2 separate regions of the Mus musculus genome follow, and region 2 is linked to region 1. A link is a contact called in public HiChIP or PLAC-seq data. All regions are on one chromosome and are shown on one strand. Each heading gives the region's core, a stretch centred on a gene start, on an enhancer-like site or on the middle of the called end of the contact. The rest is flanking DNA. Distances are from core to core; before and after follow the strand shown.

Region 1 (7,966 bases), core at 3,849-6,348:
CTGATCTGAACTTACCCTTCACTCCTCTGTCCCCTTCTACTAAAACACTGCCAGGCTAAGGTAGCTGTATTCTCACCCCCACCTCAAACTTCCTGCCTTGGCTGTCAGTTGGTTAATTAATAACCAAGCCTGTCCAAATACTCCCAGCTAGTCCGTGGAACAGAAATGGGGGTTCAAAAAGGCAAGTGGCTTCAGTCAAGATCTGCTACAAACTCTCACCGAGTTTCAATTTCAATCCTTTTGCTGCTTTAATGCATCCTCTCCCCCCCCCCCCCAACCTTGGGCACTGTGCTAGCCAATATGGCGGCCTCGGACCACACATGTCTAATAGGCCCTTGAAATGAGGTGTGACCAGACTAACACGAGCTGTGAGTTTAAAGTACACACTGCAGGGCTGGAGAGATGGCTCAGTAGCTGAGAACACTTGTTCTTGCAGACGACCTGGGCTCGGGTCTCAGTGCCTATGTGCCTCCCAATTATTCATAACTCTAGTTCTAGGGATTTGATGCCCTCTTCTGATCTCCTCGGGCACAAGGCATGTATGTGGTGCATATGCATTCATTCAGGCAAAATCACCATGCACATAAGATAAAATAAATAAATCAAAAACAAAACAAAAACCACCCACTAGGGGCTGGGAAAACAGAAACGTGAGGACTTGTGTTTGAACCTCCAGTCTCCAGCACCCACACCAAAGCTGGACAGGGCAGCACTCTGTTTTGTTATTCAGGGTTTCCTGTGACAGGGTCTCCTTATGTAGCTTAGGGTGGTCTGGAACTCTTGACCCATCTGCTTCAGCTTCCTAAGTATTAGTGGTACTGGGATGTGCCACGACACCTGGCTCATTTTCTTCATTCAGAAAGTTTGTAGGCATTTCTCTTTGTTCTTGGTACTCTGAACTTTTACAGTGATGTACTTTGAAATGGACTCTCCCTCCCGTCTTCCCTGTAAAGGTAACTTTTATTTGCTTGATGTTATTGTCATCTTGGAAGCTTGCTGCTGAATAAGCTCATCCTTTCTAGCTCTTTCTGAACTCTGGCTGGCTAGTTCAGCTCAGCTGTTCTGCTCAAACTCCTCTCCAAGCTGACTGATTCAATCTGGCTTCTCTCAGCTTCTCACTGAACTGCTCTGCTTGGCCTCAAACTAACTCTGGCAATTCATTCTAATCGTCTGATTTCTTATTCACTGGCTTCAGCTGCCTTTGCTGACCTGCACGTAACTGCATGAACTCACAACAAACTCATCTCCACTGCACTGCCCTCCCTCCCTGTACTGACTCCCATCAACTCCACTGCACTGCCCTCCCTGTATTGACTCCCATCAACTCCACTGCACTGCCCTTGCTGTACTGACTCCCAGCTGCCTGACTCTCTCTCCCTTTACTGCTTTTAAATAGTTTCTCTTTCCTGTGCTGTTCCTTTGAGAGTTGGGCGTATCCCATCTTTGACTCATTCTGTCAGATCTTTCTCTGACTCACCACTTTGTCTGCCCCTCATTTAGATGTGACTTTCAAACACAGCTTTTCAAACATGGTTCCTTCTACAAAACTAATTTTACCTTAAAGATGTGTACTAAGGGTGTGTCTGTATTCCAGCCAGGGGGATTAAAGATGTGTGGCATGTCTGCATCCCAGCAGTCTTTGGATGTGACCCCTTGCCAGAGCGGCTGTATTGCTGGATTAAAATTCCTCTACACTTTCCTCCCTCTCTTCCTTCCTTCCTCCATGTTCTTCTTTTTTTCTCCCTTTCTCCACTCTCCCCTCCACTCTCCTCCTTCCTCTTGTACTGAGAATTGGCACATGAAAGATCACTGAAACACACACCTCCCCTTTACCTGGAGTAGGCCCATTTCCTCCATTGTGCTGAACAAATTATTATTATTATTATTATTATTATTATTATTATTATTATTATTATTATATTTTATGTGAACAGGTGTTTTGCCTGCATGTAAGCCTGCGAACCATGTGCCTGCCTAGTGCCCACAGAAGCTAGAAGAGGGCACTGGACCCCCTGGAACTGGAGTTAGAGACAGTTGTAAACTGGTATGGGGTATTAAAAATCAAACCTAGTTCCTCTAAGAGAACAGTCACTGCTTGTAACTGCTAAGCCATTTTTCCAGGCCTCTTTCATGTTTTGTCTTGACTTGTTTTTGAGACAGGGTTTCATTATGCTGCCCTGGCTGGCCTGGAACTCCCTATTTTGGCCAGCTGGCCTCAAAATCAGAGATGCCTGCCTTCCTCTGCCTCCCAAGAGCTAGGGTGATAGGAATATGCCATCACACCTATCTTTTTTAAAAAATAATATTTATCTATTCATTTGTCTTGTGTGTGTGTGTGTGTGTGTGTGTGTGTGTGTGTGTATGTGTGTGTGTGTACTCAAACCATGGCACACATATAGAGGTCACACTGTCTTCTGTTCAAACAGCCAATCAGAAGCATCCATCACATTCAACTTCAAAATTTGTCCTGCGTCCATCTGCTTCTCTCTAGATTATTGACACAGAGTCCAGGCCAATCCCGTGCCTCACCAGAACCAGAGTAGTGTCTCCTTCCTGCTCGGGTCTCCTCAGTCACACCTCCAGCCCCTTTACACCAGTCCCCAAAACAGTGAGCTGAATAATTTGAAGGTGAAAGTGACGCTCTGCCCATCAGGAAAGTGGCCTTAATTTTGTTTAGACATTATCACATGCTATTATCACACCCAACAAATATCTCCCCACCCCAACCCCTACAAGACAGAATTTCTCTTTGTAGCCCTGGACATCCTGGAACTCTCTTTGTAGACTAAGCTGGCCTTGAACTCAGAGATCCTCCTGCCTCTACCTCCCAAGTGCTGGGAATAAAGGTGTGTGCCACCACGCCTGACAATGTCTTAAAGTAACCCAGCAGTGCCTCCTTACAAAGCTAGCTTTTTCTCAAGCTCCAAGCTATCCTTTCTAGCTGCCTGGCTTTAGGGCCTACTCCCAGGAGTCTCCTCTCCCCTTGCTGTCCTTGTCATAGATCATAGTTATAGGGACACTTGTCCTCTCTCTCTCATTAGAATATAAACTTCCTGCACATCACTGAATTCCCAGTCTCTTTGGGTTTTTTTTTTTTTGCTTGTTTGTTTGTTTGCTTTGCTTTTTTGTTTTTGTTTGTTTGTTTTGGTTTTTCGAGACAGGGTTTCTCTGTATAGCCCTGGCTGTCCTGGAACCCACTCTGTACACCAGGCTGGCCTCGAACTCAGAAATCTGCCTGCCTCTGCTTCCAAGTGCTAGGATTAAAGGCGTGCGCCACCACCACCTGGCCTGCTTTTTTGTTTTTGTTTTTGTTTTGTTTTTAAGGTTTATTTATTATTATATGTAAGCACACTATAGCTGTCTTCAGACACACCAAAAGAGCACATCAGATCTCATTACGGATGGTTGTGAGCCACCATGTGGTTGCTGTGATTTGAACTCAGGGCCTTCAGAAGAGCAGTCAGAGTTCTTAACCACTGAGCCATCTCTCCAGCCCCCCAGTCTCCTTGTTAAACACCACAGCAACAACCAAGACCATGATCCTCGGACAGCTTTGGAGATGGATAAATGTGGCATCACTTGGAGACAAGTAGAAGAGCAGATAAGAGTCCAGTTCATCTGTTAGCCAAACAGCAGCAACAGACAAGCTTACTAAGGATGCTTCTGCCTTGCCCAGTTCCTGAACCAACCCCAGTTCTCATCCCAGAACCTCCTAACCAAAGAGGTGGCAGGGATCCCAGGAGGAAGAACAGAGAACACAATGCAAATACATAATGTAGTGAGGCTCCTAGCCTTTCCCCAAGGGGATTGAAGGTCATCAGGGAACTGTCAGGGAAGGGGATACCCAGACAGTGTTAGGACAATTAAAAACAGATCTGAGTTACCATGACAACAAGAGATGCTAACCATGATCACAGCCTTGCCCAACTAGGATGGAGGCACACAGACCTCCATCTTGTACTTCTGCTGGGTCTGTAGACCACCAAAAGTAAAAGTGGAATGAACGACTTAGAAGTTGAACAACTGTCACATGAAGTCTGGTGACTAGTGGATGTCCCTTAAACTTTACCTAAGCTAATAAAGACACCAAAGCCTAGGGAACATGGTGGGAATGCAAGTGTGGTGGCTCCTATCACATCCCCTCTTAATTCACAGGTCTGGCACTTGCAGTACCTGGATGGATTCTAGACAATGATCATCAATGTCCGCAAGCACAAGCAAGCAGCCACCCCGCCTTTGCTACAGTAGATCCGTCGACATGGCCTTGGGCCCAGGGAGTGTGGCCACTAAGTGAAATGAAAGCTTTTACTCTTATTTTATTTTTATTTTGAGGTGTCAAGGCCTTCCTACGTAGACTAGGCTAGCCTTGATCTCAAAGAGATTTGCCTGCCTCTGCCACTCCAGTACTGAGATTAAAGGCATAAGCCACTAACCTGGCTTTATTTTATTTTATTTTTTAATTTTAAAATGGATCAAGATGCTCATATCTGTGTGGAACACACAATCACATATGCTCACTGGCTGTGATAAGGTATTCTCAGTAGAATGGGGATAACCGACTCTTTCACAGATCGCGGTCCATTACATCTCGTCAACAAACTCTAGCCTCTGGAATAAATCTGACCTAGAACTTTTTTATTTTTATTTTCAAATATTGGGACAGGGTCTCATTATGTAGCCCTAGCTGTCCCAAAACTCACTGCTTGAATGTTCTAGAAGAAAAGTTTTTCTGTTTACACCCAGGGCGCGCGCGCGCACACACACACACACACACACACACACACACACACACACACCTTACCATGGAGCTCCCACCCAGCCCGGCCCCAGCTCCCTGCAGGGCACTCTGGGCTCCCCATCGCACCACCCGGCCACCCAGCTCACCGCCTTCGGGCTTCCTGACGAGCAGCGATGCGCAGGCGCCGGGCCTGGATCCGCTCCTGCGGGTTATCCGAATGCACCGAGGGTCCGAGAATCGGGGTGGCTAAGTGTTCTTCCCCATTCTGCTCTAGGACCCCAATGGTTCCTGAGGGATTCATGGCGGCGTCTCCCACCCACTGGCAGCTCCGCCTGGACCAGCAGCCGGGTTGCTAGGAACAAGCCGTTGCCAAGGGAAAGCAGTCACCTGACCCATCTCTGGCTAGCTGTCGCGCGGCGCTCCAGCCCAGCTTCTCTGTCAGGCACTACGAGTTGTATATTTGTATCCCAAATGTGGACTTGATTCCCCTTGCCTGAAGTTGGTTTGGAGGGGCTGACTTGACCCCACGAAGGCAGATGGAACAAACCGCACCGCATCTCTTTCTGACTCAAAAGCCCAATTCATCATCCACCTTACCAAATGAATATTCCTAAAAGGCACTTTGCTCCAAAATAACTGAGTACCTGCAACATGAAAAGCATTGTATTATATAGCTAGAGACAGTGGCGTCCTTTCCTTAAGCTGAGTGGGAGACCACCTCAGCCCATTGCAGTTTTGGAAGTGTGAACTCAAGTACACTCATCATCTGTAGCCATGACCGAAAAAGAGGTGGGTTCAGGAGAATGGTTGGGGGGGGGGGGGCGGGGAAGAACCCAGGACACCACCGCTCTCTCAAAGCAGCAGTCTGCGGGGGCGGGGGGGGGGACATCATGCCTTAGGCACCGTGTGTCCCCTTGTCAACAAAATAATGTCCTGGGGCCAGAGAGAAGGCTCAGCAGTCAATGTTTATGGCCAAGGAGAGTGACCAACTGAGTTCAATCCTTTAGGCCCACACTATGGAAAAAGTACCAGTACTGATAAATTGTCCTTTGACCTTCACATGCCACAGTGGCATATGGGCACACAAAATCATAGGTGTAAAAAGTGGTTTTTTTTTTGTTGTTGTTTTTTAATGTTCTCTTTAAGAATTAAAACTATGCCTGTGGGCTTGTGGTACGGCTCAATGGTAAAGGGTTTACCTACACCAGTTGGTTCGTTGGAGCACCTTGGACAGGACACACAAAACAAAACAAAAACACCACTCCTGTAATCCCAGAACTCAGGATTGTGTTCCAGGTCATCCTGGAACACAATGAGACTCCATTTCTAAACTAAATTAAAATAAGAAATGTAAAGCCCTATACCAAAATAATAATAATAATAATACCCACCCTTATAATAATAATACACACAGACATGCAGACATAGTGGTTCACAATCAGCCCTCTGGGAGGCTGAGATAGGAAGACTGTAAAGTTCTAGGCCAAGCAGGGCTACATTTCAAGACACTATCCCTAATGCAAACCACTCGACAGTTTTATTTTTGTAGCATTGGAGACTGAACTTAGGGACTCAGACATGCTAGACATTCCTTGATGATGAAGGGGTTTTATGGCTTAGGGAAGTTGCAATGCAAGAATGAGTTTGCTGCTGGGGGTGGTGGCACACGCCTTTAATCCCAGCACTCAGGAGGCAGAGGCAGGCGGATTTCTGAGTTCGAGGCCAGCCTGGCCTACAAAGTGAGTTCCAGGACAGCCAAGGCTACAGAGAAACCCTGTCTCGAAAAAAAAAAAAAAAAAAAAAGAATGAGTTTGCTGTGTAAAACCTAATCCTCTATAATAGGAAAGCCCAGAAGACACACCCTTCATAAATCCTATAAGATGCAAACTGGTGAGAGGGCCACCAGCACATCTGAAGGGCTTTGTGGTCTCTGCTTATGCCAGACCTTAGGGTTGCAGATGCTGCTGCTCAACTGAATGGATGAAAGGCAATGGGATTAACTGGGCACTGAGGTAGCAGGGGCCAGTGGCAGCACTGAATCACCAGAAGCAAGATGACTGCAGTTATATGGGCAGCCTAGACAAAACAATGTTCATAATGATGTAACTCATAATGGTCAGCACAGGCAAGACAAATTTTATAACGGCATGACTCATACAGACCTTTGGTACTGGCTAATCACGGTGTTTCCAGGCATGAAGTAGATAATGAGCCTATTGCATTTATTTCATCTGTATCAGAAAAAAAAATCTCAAACAAATGAAAGAAAGGCTATATCGGATTCTGGCAAAAGGCAGTCTCGGCCAGTGCATCTATTTCCAGACTTGAGCCAGTTTGCAGACCCAGAACCCCTTGAATGAAGGGGTAGCCAGGGTCCTCTAAGGAAGGACCTTGAGAAGACCCCTAAAAGTTTTGCTGTTAGCCTTTCTCCAGTTCTTCCTGAGAGGGAGCTACAGCCTTTGATAAGGGTAACTGTACACTGGGGGAAAGGAAATGACCAGACTTTCCTGAATACTGGTCCTGGGAAATCCCAAGAAACGTTGCCTGCTTATTTGGATTCTGGAGCCGGCACATTCCTCACTCGGGTGTGGTACTCAGGCCCATTTACTAAGTGATTCAGAAAGCTGCTACCTTTGTGTGGGGCCTGGACAGGAGAAGGCTCTTCAACAGGTCAAGGCTGCTGTCCAGGCTGCTCTACCACTTGGACCATATGATCCTACAGACCTGATGGTACCTTGAGGTGTCAGTAGCAGATAGAGATGCTGTTTGGAGCCTTTGGCAGGCCACTATAGATGAATCACAGAGGAGACCTTTGGGATTTTGAAGCAAGGCTCTACAACCATCTTCCTTTGAAAAACAGCTCTTGGCATGCTATTGGGGCTTAGTGGAAACTGAACATTTGACAATGAGCCACCATGTGATCTAAACTGCCTATCACGAGCTGTGTGTTATTAGACACCCCAAATCATAAAATCAGATGTGCACAGCAGCATTCTATTATCAAATGGAAGTTGTATATACTCAGGCCCAAGCAGGTCCTGAAGGCACAAGCAAGTTACATGAAGAAGTTGCCCAAATGCCTATGGTTTCTACTCCTGTTACAATGCTACCTGCTGCCAAGCATGCACCTATAGCCTTATGGAGCATTTCCAATGATTGAGGGAGAAAAGACTAGGACCAAGTTTACTGATGGTTGGGTACATTATGCGGGTACCACCCAGACCTGGA
Region 2 (7,966 bases), core at 3,523-6,022, 870 kb before region 1:
CTTGCCAGCTCTTGGTAGAATGCAGACTTGTGCTTGCTCCAAGCTCTGATATGGTCCTTGAAGCTAGGACTTAGGTATAATCTTCTTTAGAACTGAGCATGTTTCTTTAAGAATTGTTATTGTCATTACACTTAATTCATGTATATGGGGCTTGGTGTGGCCAAGGGGCAGCTTTGGAGAGTCAGGTCTCTGTCTCTACCTCAGGCCATCGGGTTGTAGCCCTTGCGCCAGCCTCAGTGTGTGTTTATTCTTTCCGTTCTTGAGACTTTGCTACAGTAAGCCAGTTTCCTTTCTGCTTTGTGTTCAGTATTTAAAATCTTTTTCGAGAGATGGCTTAGCATGTAAAGATAACTGCTGCTAAGCCTATATGAGCTGAGCTTATTCCCTGGGGCCCACAGGATGGAAGAAAGAATTGACTACCTCAAGTTGTTTTTTGACCTCCACATGCACCCCATGGTATATGTGAATACATGCAGTTATAAATAAATTAAAATTTAAGATGCTAACCTTATTGATCTTCTCTTTAGCCTATATATAAAGCAGATTTGATACCATACCAGGACAGCCCCGAAGACCAAGACTACTCCTCGACTTCCTCTGAGACCCCCAATCCTCCCAAAGCAAGAACCTACACTGAAACCATCAACCATCACTACTTGCTCTTTCAAGATACAGATCTGGTAAGTTGTGACTGCAAGTCATTGTTGACATTAGGAAAGATGAAAACCTTAGATAGCAGGAAGTCCTAAGGAATTCCACTTCTGTTTCCCAGAGTTCCTTCCACAATCTGCTTCGTAGAGAACCAATGCTTCGCATGCAGGAAGGAGAGGGACATTCTCAGCTTTGCCTGGACAGGCTGCAACTTGAAGCTATTCACAAGGTGAGAACCTTGTCTTTTATCTCTCCCACCCTCTACAATCAGTGAAATAAAATGTTTAAAGGCAGCTGCAATGGCTGGAGGGAAAGCAGCCTTGACTCTCTCCTGGGTCATGGTATATAGATCTCATTCATTGACTGTCTCACATGGTCTAGTCCTCCTGATTGTGGCTTTATTTGGTTGGTTCGTTTTGGGTGGTTTTGATACAGGGTCAGTAGCTGTTGGGGAGCTCATCTTGTAGACTAGGTTGGTGTCAGACTCACAAGAGATCCGCCTGCTTCTGCCTTCTGATTGCTGAGATGAAAGGTGTGGTGATGTGTTTTTAAAGCTCATGCAGGTGCACTCTGAGGCTCTGTGGGTTTTCTGCTCTCTCCACAGGTACGCTTCAGCCCAAACCTGGACTCCTATGGATGGCTGGTATCTGGGGGGCAGTCAGGGTTGGTTCGGATCCATTTTGTTCGTGGACTCACCTCTCCGCTGGCCCACCGTGTACAGCTTGAAAGCCGAGCCAACTTCAATGCTATGTTCCAACCGTCCTTTCCAACTGAAGGGCCTGGTTTCTCTCCAAGCAGCCATTGCCTTCTCCCCAATCCCTAGTCTGGGCCACACAGAACTCTTGGATTGAAGTCTGCCAAGAACAAATGGCGCCCATGCATAGAGCATAGCACCTGGGCCCTTCCTGGACAGTGATGGTGCCAGGCCTAAATCTTTAGGCCTACATGCCCCAAACTCCTTAAATCCCTCTCCTTCCACAGACTTCTATGGTCACAGCTCCCTGCAGGTAGGGGGGCTCCCCCTCCACAACAATTCCTATGCCTAAAACCATGGCTCACAAGAAACACTCAGGCCAAACCTAGGCTTGGGAGTCAAATTGCTCATATTGAGCATATTGTGAAGGAGGTAAAGCTAAGTAAAGGTACTGGGTGTTTTTGAGAGCACTTGTGAGTGGGTGTTTGGACAGTCGGAAAGGATATCTTCATGAAGGCTCCTGTCTATTTCCAGAATTCGATGTTATTGCCTTCCGATCTCCCTCATTAGAATAACCAACACACAGGCCCGATGGTAGGGACAGTAATTTATTGGACTGAAGCTGCTCATAACTTAACTTTAACTGAGGAACAACATAAGCACCCTGCCAGTAGGACAGCAGCTAGTTCGTGTTTCTGCTTATGAAATATTCCCAATCACTGACATATGACACTACTTGAACACTCCTAGATAGTGTTTTTAAATTTTTTGAAGCTGAGTATAGTGGTGCATACCTGTAATCCCAGCACTTAGGAGGCCGAGGTAAGAGGATCACAAGTTTGCATTCAGTCTGGGCTATCTCATAAAACCAAAAAGTAAAAAAAAAAAAAGTAAAGAAAAGAAAAAAAAAGATCTTCTTTATATCAAGTCAGAGTATACCTCTCTTAATTTTACTAATGGGTGTTAGAAAATAGTCACCCCCCCTGTGGCTGCCCTTTCAGTACTTCACAGTAGCTATCATGTGTTCCCAAGGCATTTTTCCTCTAGATTAAATATCTTTAGTTATTTCAATCATTCTTTTACAAGTCATGATTTTTGATCTTTATGATATGGTCACATTGCTGACGTATTAAACATGTTTAAACTCTGTATAGAAAGTATTTAGAACCCAATAATGTATTGTTCGCTCAATCAAGTCCTCTGTGGATAGCAGCACCTCACATGACTGATACTGTCTTGAAAACACAGGCAGGGGACACATTGGAGTATACAGGCTGAAGTGTGGAAGGAAGTAGTTAGACCATCTTAGGAAATAGGAAACAGGTAGCCTGTTTCCTCTTGGATGGGATGCAGTTTACATTAGTATTGCCTGAAACAAAACCTAGACTTTAGAGCACTCAAGATTGGTCTGTTATATCTGGAAACAGTTTTCTACCTGAGTAGTGTAGAAGATTTGTCAAACGCCAGAAGTCTTTAAGAAGAGAGCCAAGTAGTGAGTCCCCTTCCTATACAGAAGAGGAAGCAGACCTCTAGGACAGTAAGGTCCTTACACAGCAGAAGGGCCCATAACTGCATTAGTGTTAGGAGCCAAGTGTTATAGCACTCTGTTGTGATCCAGCTCAGGCGGTGTCGGGCTTGCTTTTTGAACTAATAAAGAAGTGCCTTCCATTGCAGAGGAGCTTGGCTTGTCCTGCAGAGCAACCCATCCATACAGCACATCTGTATTTCCCTACTTCCAGCGTTAGAGAAGGTGGAACCTGGGGGGGGGACTAAAGGCTGTGCCAGCGACCCTGCTCCTGGTGTTGATTCACGCTTGAGCTGAGAAGTAACTGTGGGGGCAATATTTTCTGTTCTGTTCTTTCTCCTCTCCCACAAGCCTTTTCTCCTCAGTCCTTTCTTCCCTATCTTCCTTCCCAGTGTAGCTGTTCTTGGTTCTTGCTCTTCTTCCTGTGTGCCTTAGCTTATTCTGTTGCCTTTGACACCAACACCTAAACCTATGTGTCCTTCAAGATCTCATCTCGGCTGGGATGTAGCTCAATGGAAGAGCATGGACTTAGTGTGTGTGCAAGATCCTGGGCTCACTTCCCTCCTGGTATCTTCTCCCCTCCAGAAACTCCCAGGTCAAACCTCACTAAGGGACTTTTATATTTCTCTAGTGGGAGAGAAGGGAGGATAGATAAATGATATTAAGCATTTTCTCGGTTTGGGGTGCTTTTCATATACCCCTGAGCTCCATGGGGTAGGTACTATTTTATGTAATGACAATTAGGTTCTGAGAGGTTAAGCAATCTGAATAAGGCTTGAATCCATATCGCTTAAAAACACCTTCCAATCTTGCACATTTGGACTCCCTTATTATGTCTACTAGTGAAATTCTTTTAGCATGTTCTGTACACAAGAATCTAATTCCCCTGAATTCTTACTCTCTCTAATAGAATCCATCCTTCATTAATCATACAGGAACTGACTAACTGAGCTGGGGGTGGACAGACATCAAATAAGTTGACCTTTTTCAAGGCTTGGAGACGTATACATCTTTACCTACCTCAGGAAGGGATTTGCAGGGAGTTGGGTGTTAAAACTAGAGGGAGATTAAGATTCCTAAAATGTTTTTTTTTTTTTAAATATAGTTTTATGCCTCTTTGCTTAACATGACTAGAAGCCGGGTGTGGTGGCGCACTCCTTTAATCCCAGCACTTGGGAGGCTAAGGCAGGTGGATTTCTGAGTTGGAGGCCAGCCTGGTCTACAGAGTGTGTTCCAAGACAGCCAGGGCTACACAGAGAAACCTTGTCTTGGAAAAACAACAAACAAAGCATGACTCTAGAAACCCATAAAGCAAAACAAACCCTCCATTGAGTTGCCTCTTGTACAGCCCTAGAATTCAAGGAGCCCTGATTGCAAGACAGGGTCATTTTACAAAATTCATGACCAAACTTAAGACAGCTAGCACGGGCGTTCTCAGGTTCTGCTAAGCCAGTGGTTCTGAAAGTTGACTGCTTGTCCAGAAAGATTTTTCAGACAAAACTTAAAAATTTGGTATAAAGAACAAGGAAAAAAAATAGAACAAGTCTGAGTTCTGCTCACTTGGGAGCTTGGGTATACCTGCACTACTTCAGCATTCAAGTTTCCAAACTGAGAAGGGCGTCTAGACCTGACTACCTCCGGGAGACTGACAGTCTGGCCTGATAGTCTGGGGAGAACGAGGGTGGGGGGTGGGGGCAGCCGAGTTACAGGGAAGCACAGACTGTCCTACACCGATGTTTGGTGCAGTCCACGAGAAGGGGGCTGCCCACTCCCCTTAAGTGGTCGGCTGAGCCGCCTCGCAAGGGGTATCAAAGGCCCCACCCACCTGCATTCCTCCTGGACTGCTTGTGTCCAAACAACAGCCCGGCCCGCAGGCAGACGGAAGAGGCGGTGCTCGATACGGAAGTCCCTGGACCAGCTTCGGTCACGTGAGAGAAGGTTCTGCGCAGAGCTGGCACTCAGGTGAGCGGAGGTTCTTGGCATTCAGAGACTTGAAGCACTGTGGGTTGAGAGTTCTTGCAGGTCATGTGACCTTACAGATCCAGGTCTTGGTTTATTTCTGGTGTGTAGTTACTCTTATAAAGGAGATTCCAACTGAATCTGGGGACCTATCGTGTTTACTTGGGGGATGGAACCCAGACTCTGGATGGAAGCCAGAGTAAGTCTAATTTCATGAGTGTCTTAATCAGGACTGGATGCCTTGCTTCAGGACCAGGACCAGGTTACTCAAAACTGCTTCCTTTCCAGATGAATAGTGACCACAAGGCAGGGGCACGGCCCAGTAAGCAAGCTTTCTGAGGCCTCTGTCACTTGCAGAGTTTGGAAGTAAGGAGAGTGAGCATAAGGAAATGGCAGGCATGTTCTTTACTGTGAGGGGCAATGGGAGTGACTTATCCTCTTGGTTTGACAGGGAGCATGGCACTCTGGCGAGCATACCAGAGAGCCCTGGCAGCACATCCGTGGAAAGTCCAGGTTCTGACAGCTGGTGAGTGTCACTCTGGGACCAGAGTATAATTAGAGCAGCTGATTTGAGGTGGAGGAGGAGGCCCATATCACGACACCACCTACCTCCTCCAGTTTAGCCCCCCCCCCCCGGAAGTGTTTCCCTTCTCCTGAACTATTATGTCTGTTTTGGAGGGTGAGCTGTTTCTGAGACCCATGCTGGAGGGGAGACGAAATAGAGACGTGGCTCAGAGGTTAACAGCGCATACTGCTCTGTAGAGGATTCTACACTATGTCATGTAGCTCAGAGCCACCTGTAGCACCAGCTCCAGAGAGCTCTGTCACCTCCAACCACTTGGGGCATCTGCACTCACTTGCACAAACACACACAGTTTAAAATGATAACAATAAATCTAAAAGAGAGAGATGCACAGTCTGTCGAGCAAGACTTAAAGTCCTCAAGAAATTAGGTGATAGTTTCTGTTTTTGTTTTTCAAGGCAGGACTTCTCTGTATGGTCCTGGCTGTCATGAAAATCTGTGTGCCAGGGTGGCCTTCAACTTAGAGATCCACCTGTCTCTCCTTCCTAAGTGCTGGGATTAAAGGGATGTGCCACCACTGCCTAGCCTAAGTAGTCCATTCTTAAAAAGCATTGCCCCCAAGAGACCCCACCTTGGGAAATTAAATGCTTTCCTCTTATACTTTATAGTGTGCTGAGCACATTGTCTCCATGCATAGGCGCCTCCAAAGGTCTGTTAGCAGGAATGAGTCCACATTAAATGACACACCTAACAAGTGCTGAAGTAACTTACTCCATTTTTATACATAATGTTTATTGTGAAGTGTATAAAACAGTCATATATCTAAAGTTTAAATCATATTAAAAGGGAATCCTTCAGTAATCAGCTTTGGAACTCTGTTGGATCCCTCTCTTTCAATTCATATATTCCAGTTTTTATTTCATTTTTAAGACAAGAGTCACACAACCCTGGGCTGACCTAGAATTCACATTGTAGCCAGACTGGCCTTAAACTTGCAGCTGTCTCTTCTCAGCCCCCTGAATGCTGAAATTACAAATGTAAACCACTACGGCTGGCTAGATGGCCACTCTCCTAAGCTTAGCTTACATCATTGTTTGGCTTTTCTTACAAACATATTCTCAGTACACTACCTGCGGCTTTTTTACTCTGTCAGCGATGAAGTAGCAGCTTCACAGAGCGCCTCCAGTGCCTCTTTGTATCTGTTCCACCCTTCCTTTTGCTGGCTACTCATTGTTATGACTGGGGCTACTCTGAGGTCGTTTGCTTTGAAGCACATCTTAGGTTCCTCCGTGGCCAACTTTTCAGGCAAATCTGAAGTTTTTTCATATGCATACAGAAGCCACAGCATGAGGAGCAAAGTGCTAGTTCAAGGAAGCCTCAGCAGGCCTCTGAGCATCAGAGCATCAGAGCATTGCAGTGGGCGGTCAGGTAATAAACAAGGCTTGCCTATGCTTAGATAAAGAACCCATATTCGGCAGAGGGCTGAGGGGAAAGAGGGGGGCTGAAGGGTAGGTAGGCCAGAGGTCTTGTTAGTAGAATAGCTGTATGTTAGCATTAGAAGCCGCATGACTGGCCAGAAGGTGGACTCCTACTCCTCTCTGGCCCCTCGATAGCATCCTGTGCCCATCCACCTCTTGTCCTCAGAGTGTCCGACCTGCATGACTCACCTGGCTGAGTGTGTGGTGACTCATGCTGGACTGTGTGGCTGTGATGGGAACTGACATGCTGGGCCCTTTGCCCAGCCTCAGATTCCCTCAGGGCCCCTAGCTGCCAGATAGAAGGTCCCCCCCTTGTGGCCATAGGGATGGAGAGGAAAGGACAGTCATGCTTCCCCCACCTAAATGATCCATAGCTAACTAAAGCTCCAAGGGCACAAGTGCAGAGATGTGGCTCCCTGGGCTCCCTGGTCTGCCTGGACTGGGATCTTACACGGCCTCATGTACACATCACTCCTGACGCTGCTGCGTCTTCATCTGGTTCTGAAGCAACCTGTAGCCTCACAGTACGTCTCACAGACTTCCCCTTCTTTCCTGACAGGGTGTTTGGACCAACCTACAAATAAAAGGTGGGGGTGGGCTTAGCTCACCTTACCATTTTGGACTATTGTCAGAGAACAGTGTCTCTAGAGGTCCCATGGGATAGCTCACACTGAGAAACAACAGAGATTTCAGACTTGGAGCTAGAAGACCAAGATCTGAATCTCAGAACATAGCACTTAGTAACTGCCTAATTAGTCCACATCAATAAACCTCTTTGGGCCTCAGTTTCCTCATTTAGAACTTAAAAGGTCAGTTCCAGGAATTATCTCTGAGAGAAGCTCTGCAAGTGTTATTCATTTGCCTACTCACAGTCCTAAAGGCAGAAGCTCCAGCCTCACACATGCCGTGCAAGCACACTCTCTGGACAGTATGCCCCCATTATTTATTGTGTGTGTGCACATGTGTATTGCATGACTATACAGTCAGTTCTCTCCTGGAACTGACTGGAACTTTTAAAAATGTATAATAAACTTGAAGGTTTATAAAAGTTGGCCCTTCCTATGATCATTTTCAACCTGTGTATAGCAAACACCTTTGTTTGTTTGTTTGTTTGTTTGTTTGTTTGAGACAGGGTT

The links. HiChIP or PLAC-seq counts read pairs in DNA pulled down with a chosen protein or histone mark.
Region 2: a FOXA1 HiChIP or PLAC-seq map of pancreatic cancer cells shows a contact between it and region 1. The contact joins the promoter of Mpv17 here to the promoter of Drc1 in region 1. A contact is called at or near these places in 1 of 39 promoter capture datasets (hippocampal neurons) and 1 of 115 datasets of contacts at active chromatin or transcription factors (pancreatic cancer cells).

What each region holds. Positions count from the first base shown.
Region 1 is chr5:30,278,525-30,286,490 of GRCm38.p6, reverse strand. It overlaps Drc1 (dynein regulatory complex subunit 1), which reads right to left and starts at 5,098. Exons shown (of 17, transcript NM_001033460.4): 1 at 4,885-5,098. The coding sequence starts at 5,039.
Region 2 is chr5:31,151,057-31,159,022 of GRCm38.p6, reverse strand. Mpv17 (MpV17 mitochondrial inner membrane protein) reads left to right here and starts at 4,772. Exons shown (of 8, transcript NM_008622.6): 1 at 4,772-4,832; 2 at 5,281-5,355. The coding sequence starts at 5,286. It overlaps Gtf3c2 (general transcription factor IIIC, polypeptide 2, beta), which reads left to right. Exons shown (of 19, transcript NM_027901.2): 17 at 528-680; 18 at 773-880; 19 at 1,256-3,017. The coding sequence ends at 1,474.